Linked DNA regions of Gossypium hirsutum: region 1 is linked to region 2. Evidence: chromatin contacts called from public Hi-C data. All regions are on one chromosome and are shown on one strand. The core of a region is the stretch at or near the end of the contact, and the rest is flanking DNA. Distances in the headings are between cores, read along the strand shown.

The links. A called contact is a pair of places that touch in the nucleus more often than the background predicts.
Region 1: a Hi-C map of leaf shows a contact between it and region 2, with 2.2 times the contacts expected there. The contact joins the promoter of LOC107899511 here to the promoter of LOC107899516 in region 2. A contact is called at or near these places in 2 of 34 Hi-C or Micro-C datasets (both in leaf).

Annotation. Positions count from the first base shown.
Region 1 is chrD04:39,637,538-39,640,558 of Gossypium_hirsutum_v2.1, reverse strand. It overlaps LOC107899511 (cactin), which reads left to right and starts at 1,767. Exons shown (of 14, transcript XR_005912193.1): 1 at 1,767-2,149; 2 at 2,231-2,322; 3 at 2,578-2,677; 4 at 2,787-2,858; 5 at 2,975-3,021.
Region 2 is chrD04:39,259,341-39,262,543 of Gossypium_hirsutum_v2.1, reverse strand. It overlaps LOC107899516 (SRSF protein kinase 1), which reads right to left and starts at 1,414. Exons shown (of 6, transcript XM_016825255.2): 1 at 1,242-1,414; 2 at 840-1,067; 3 at 1-397. The coding sequence starts at 1,385.

The DNA of each region.
Region 1 (3,021 bases), core at 518-3,017, 380 kb before region 2:
TGTGAAATTGAAATACCCTATTAACTAGACGGACTGAGTCTGGATATAATTGGCATGCCAAAGGATTTGGAAGAGTACGGGATTTATCGGCTTTACTGATCAGGCACTTTATGTGTCGTACATCAGGCACTTTATGTGTTGTATCTCAGGCACTTTATGTGTCGTATCAGGCACCTCGTGTGTCATTTCAGGCACTTATGTGTCGTATACTAATCAGGTACTATGTACCATTTTAGGCACAATGTGCCGTACTGGTGTGTTTGGGTTGGAATCCGTGTATCCGTCAAGTCTAGATTGTTAATAAGGTGAATAATTGAAATGAGAAAATCAAATGAATTTGATCGATTATAGTATTGAATATGAGGAAATTTAAAATTGTGGATTGAAATTGAGATTGAAAACAAAAGGCATGAACTTAATGTTCAAGTAGTGATTGAAATTGTTACATGTGATATGTGATTGAAATTGAAGAATAGCTATAAATTTTATTGTTATTGTTAATTGATGAAAGTTTAAAAATTAATTAATAATTAAGAAGATGGATAGTTACATGCTTGGTAATTCTATTTCTTTATTGCTATTATAATTTGAATTATGGTAATACTACGGAGTGTAAAATACTCAGCGTACGGTTGTTTCTATGCGCAGGTTAAAAAGGAGTCAGAGTCTCGGTTCAGCATCCAGGACAATCCCGACTCCAGCATAAAGATTTTGGTGATGTTTTCTTCCTTTAAGTGAAAGTGGCATGTACATAGGGATTATAATGGTTATTTTAGTATGTTATATAATTTTGTTGTAAAGAAAGATATTTGGTGTTTTGACGATTAAATTAGTAAAATGGTAGAAATTGTTTATGGCATTGGTATTGAATTGGAATGGCTTGAATAGTTGATGAACTAATTAGAAATGTTAATAGGGTTTTCATTAATTAAGTTGTTAAGTCAATATGTCAAGTATGATTTAAGTATATTTGAGTATATAAATGTATTGGTTGAAATACTGAAATTGGTTTGGTTGCGATTTGAAATTTACAGGGAAGGTTCAATAATTATAAAGAGGTTATATTGATTTTTTTAAATGAAGCCAATTAATATAAATTTATATGAATTTATGATTCTTTTATATATGTTTTTTATTTATTTAAGAATTATTTGTAAATTGTTCGAAATGTCCGGTAATGCCTCGTAACCTTGTTCCGGCGACAGTTTGGGGTTAGGGGATCTTACATTTTGAAGGTGTTCTTGTCTCTTTAACTCTTTTACATAAAAATATAGAAAAATACACACATAATAATATTTGAATATAAGACTATTTTTCAATATATTTACTTTGTCATTTTAACTAAAGCCTCATTTGATTTTTATATCAATTTCTTTTATAAATGTATTTGTTACATAATTCTGTTTTCACCCATCTCATGAACGTGACATAATTTAGTTATTATTTAAACCTATCCAAGTCACAACTCAATCAAAAAATACCAAAAATCTATTTCTTTTACAAAAGATTTAAACTTAATGTCTTAATTTTAACATTTCTTTATTTCAACTAAAGCCTTATTTAGATTTCATCGATGAATAGATAAGAAGTGATTAAATTAATTTTAAAAATTTTTAAATATTTTAATAATTTATTTGATTTGGACAGATAAACCCATAAAAGTAATTGGATTAGTAACAGTTGGTTTGAGCAGTCTGCGTCCAAAAAGAAATGGCAAATTCCATAAATATAAAGGTTAAGTTTTTAAAGTCGGTTAAACCCGACCCAGGGCGGGATCCAAAATTTATTTTAATAGCTGGACGTTGGTATGCAAATCAAAAACCCTATCCTAATCATGGCAGGAAGTAGTCGAAGCAAAAGAAGATCTTACGACGACTCGGCTTCCGAGTCTGAATCAGACGAAACCGACAGCGGAGATTCTTCCCCCGACAGAAGATACCGCAAACGCAGCAAGGATAGAAGCCGTCGCAGTAAAAGCAAAAGCAGCCGCCATAGCCGTAGCCGGAGCCGTCGCGGTCGTGATTCCGAAGAGTATTCCGGTGATGATAGCGATGGAAGCGATCGAGGACGTAGTAAGAAGAAGAGATCTTCTAGAAACATCACGGAAGAGGAAATTGCTGAGTATATGGCAAAGAAAGCACAAAAGAAGGTTTTTTTTTGGCTTTCCTTCGATTATTTCGAATATTTTGGATTTCTTTTTTGTGAATTAATAGTTCAATATTTTAATTAGGCAATGCGAGCTGCGAAGAAATTGAAAGCACAAACAGTATCGGGTTATTCAAATGATTCAAATCCTTTTGGCGATTCGAATCTCAACGAGAAGTAAGTTTCTTTTCTCAACTTTTTTCTTTTTCTTATGAATGACTTATTGTTAAAAGTTTAGAGTGTTCGAACCTGGAAAATTATAAGAAACTCAAAATTTACTGAGTAATCGTCGCAATTAAAGTTCTTGCTCTATCTTTTATCAGGCACTTATAGATAATATCTTCTGGGATTGAATGCTTCACTAATCCAGTGACTGAATTTGTGTGATAAATAATAATATCTAATACAAATGGGATTGCATGTGGTCTTTAGATTTGTTTGGCGGAAGAAAATCGAGCGTGATGTTTCCCAAGGGGTGCCATTGGACACGTTTTCAGTGAAAGCTGAGAAGAAGAGACAAAAAGAGAGAATGGTAAGGTGGTATAGGTTAAGATTATTTTTGTGTAGTATTAATCATATAATATGTGAATGTGGAATGAAATCCATTGTTTCATGAATGCTTATACAAATTCACATTGCAGGCTGAGATTGAAAAAGTTAAAAAGAGAAGGGAGGAAAGGGCACTTGAGAAAGCACAACATGAGGAAGAAATGGTAAAGTTTGGTTTCTTGAAAAGCATGGTTGTGACCTATTGCAAAATTAAACTTTATCTGGGGCTTTCTTGGTTGATATTAAATGTTTTTTGGTTTATTAACCTCTGTTCCCGCAGGCTTTGCTAGCTAGAGAACGTGCTAGAGCTGAGTTTGACGATTGGGA
Region 2 (3,203 bases), core at 165-2,664:
GAGGAGCACCAGACTTTCTAGGGTCCTTGGACGGATCTATCATTGAGAACAATAAAATATTTTCCGGCTTCAGATCAGTGTGTATAATGGAAAGCTCCCTATGCAAGTAATCCAAGCCCATTAGAATATGGAAACATATCTCCTTAACCATATGAATAGGCATGCCACGATAATCAGAATACTTGATGAGAGTCAAAAGATTATCTCCCAAGTACTCAAACACAATACAAACATGCTGCCCATTCGGACCTGAATGCTTAAAATGATCCAAAAGCTTCACCGCACATTTTTTATCCTCTTTATCCCCATCCGCAATCTGTTGCAAGATTGTTATCTCATCCATCGCTGCCTCAGTGTAATGCTGGGCACTTTTTTGTACTTTCAAAGCTACATAACACTGTAGTTTAAAAACAAATTATTAAATATAACATAATAAAAGCAATTTAACTAAAATTAAAAGAGAATAGACTACATTTCTTAGTGATTTTTCTGCTGTTTCATAGTCAAAATTGATCGAGCAAACAAATGACTACTTGCGAGTGGCAACGAACACTTTTTATTCGTTCTTTACAATCCATTATATTTTTCTCCGTTATTTTCTAGGCAAAAAGTCTTAACACGATATTAACACAAATGAAATGATAAAGGTTCTTCTAGATGCTTTTCCTTCAATTAAAGGATCGAAAAAGTCTTATCAAATATTACTGAAATAAACCAAATAAATAGAGCTAAAAGGCAAACTTCTTCAGTAAACTAAGCAGATTTAATTATAGTAGGGCATAATTGAAGTGATCAACAAGGGAAACGAAGCAAGATCTGCTAGAGAGAAAGAGGAGTACGGAGCGGTGAGTGTCCCAAGCGAGCCAAACGGTGGAGAAATGGCCCCAACCGAGCTTGCTTTGTACAACGTAACGACCGTTCTTGAAAGTGTCTCCGATTCTAACAGCGTGATAACCGCCCCGCCGGTAATCTTCCGTTCCTTCGTCTTCCGATGTCAAATCCCCGCTCTCCGTCCCGGTCCACTCTTCTTCCTCCTCCTTGTCCCCCATTCCCTTGTCTTCCAAAATCTAGAAAAGGAAAATTTAAAAGGACATAATTTCTAAAAATTTCAACAATTCCTCGATTAGATTCAGCTGGATCAGTAGATCTTGCAGCTACTCCTATGATAGATAAAGGAACATTTCTCTTTTCTTCGTTTAGATTGAAGGAAAATAAAATGTTGGAAAAAGAAGAAAAAAAACCTTTTTCGGTTTTTGTGCGGGAGTATAATCCCCGTATGGGAAGTAGGGACTTTGAAATTTGGGGTTTTCGTTTTCTTCTTTTCCTTTCCTAATACTCGGCGTAAAAAAGGGGGCTGGAATCCTCTGTGTGTGAGGTGTCGTCATTAATCGGAAAATCCAAAATGATTGGAGTACTATTACCAGTAAAGCAACATTTATTTTTTAGTTTTGAAATTTAAATTCTCTCAAATAATTTAATAACATTGTTAAGATGAAATTTAAAAATGTATAATTTAAAAAAGTTACAAAATTTTCCTAAATTGATGTATTTTTATTTTTAGAAATTTATTTTTTTTATTTTTAAATATTAAATATTAAATTTAATTATTAATATTGTTAAAATTTATATTCATCATTTATTTACCAACATGATTGCCCATTGAATTTCTTTTAATTTTAAAATGACAAGTAAAATTTTTTTTAATAATTTAGAGTGACAACAATTAAACTTAAATTTTAAAATTTAAAAAGAAAATAAAGAATTAAATTCCTGAAAATAAAAATATAATGATTAAATTTTAAATTTATAAAGAATAAGAGACTATATTTTAACCTTTTTAAAAATCTAAAAAAACCACTATTAAAAATATTTTAAAAAATTCATTTTTTTTTTATTTTTTAAGCTGGCCCTTCCTTCCAAGGGGATTCGGTTCTCTTGTTTCTTTCATTACCAACAAAAAGAGTTTGTTATTTGCAACATCGCCTCTAATCTTCCATCCATCACTCCACCACCAAATTAAGTATTTTGCTCTTACTTTCCGAACTTACAATTTACTACTTTCATCCTTTTCAATTATTTTTCTTATAGGAAATACCCAAATATTGAAACTCCACCTACATTTTTTAAATTAAAAAAAACTGCCTCGACCCTTGACCCAACATTTTATGAAAAATTGACTCCGACTTCGACTCTTACTCCAACCAGAATTTATTTTATTACGTTAAACAAATTTTGTAATTATAAAAGAACCAAATCAATTAATTTGATGTTACGAGTATGTTTGAACTCACAAGTTAGATTTTTTTTTAACCATTAACCAACATAAATATATACGAGTTTCAACGTGGAGAATTTTACAGTCATCCAAGCATTGGTGTTGCATAAATTTATAAAAACAAGGGGAAATATACAAAAACCACACCTCAAGTAACACTAAGGGCACGTTTGGTTTGCTGTATTGGATTAGAGGTGTATTGGATTAGAGGTGTAATGGAATAGATGTGTAATAGCAAATCAACTGTTTGGTTGAATGTAATGGAATAGAGGCGTAATAGTAAAACTGTGTTTGGTTGAATATAATAGAGGTGTAATAGCATAATGGAGAAAACTAAAATGACCAGAATACCCTTAGCATAAATTTGTTTTGGTAAATGATTATTGTTATTGTTATTTAAATTTTAATAAGATTATTTATTATCAAAAATAAATAATTTAATCATATTTAAACATAATTATTATTTAATATATTTTAATTAAAATATATAATTTAATAAAATTCTTAATAATTAGCAGAAATTTGTTTTGGTAAATTATTTTATTTAAATTTTAATAAGATTATTAATATCAATAATAAATAATTTAATCATATTTAAACATAATTATTATTAAATATATTTTAATTAAAATATATAATTTAATAAAATTCTTTATAATTAATATTCTTATATGAATTTACTCAAATCATAATATATGATACTGTAAAATATAAATTAAAATAATAATTATTAAATATATTATAATTAAAATATATAATTTAATAAAATTCTTAATAATTAATAGTCTTATATGAATTTACTCAAATCATAATATATGATACTATAAAAGAAAATTTGAAATAATTAATATTAAATATATTTTAATTAAAATATATGATTTAATAAAATTTAAAATAATTATAACTAATAAATTATATTTTATGAATT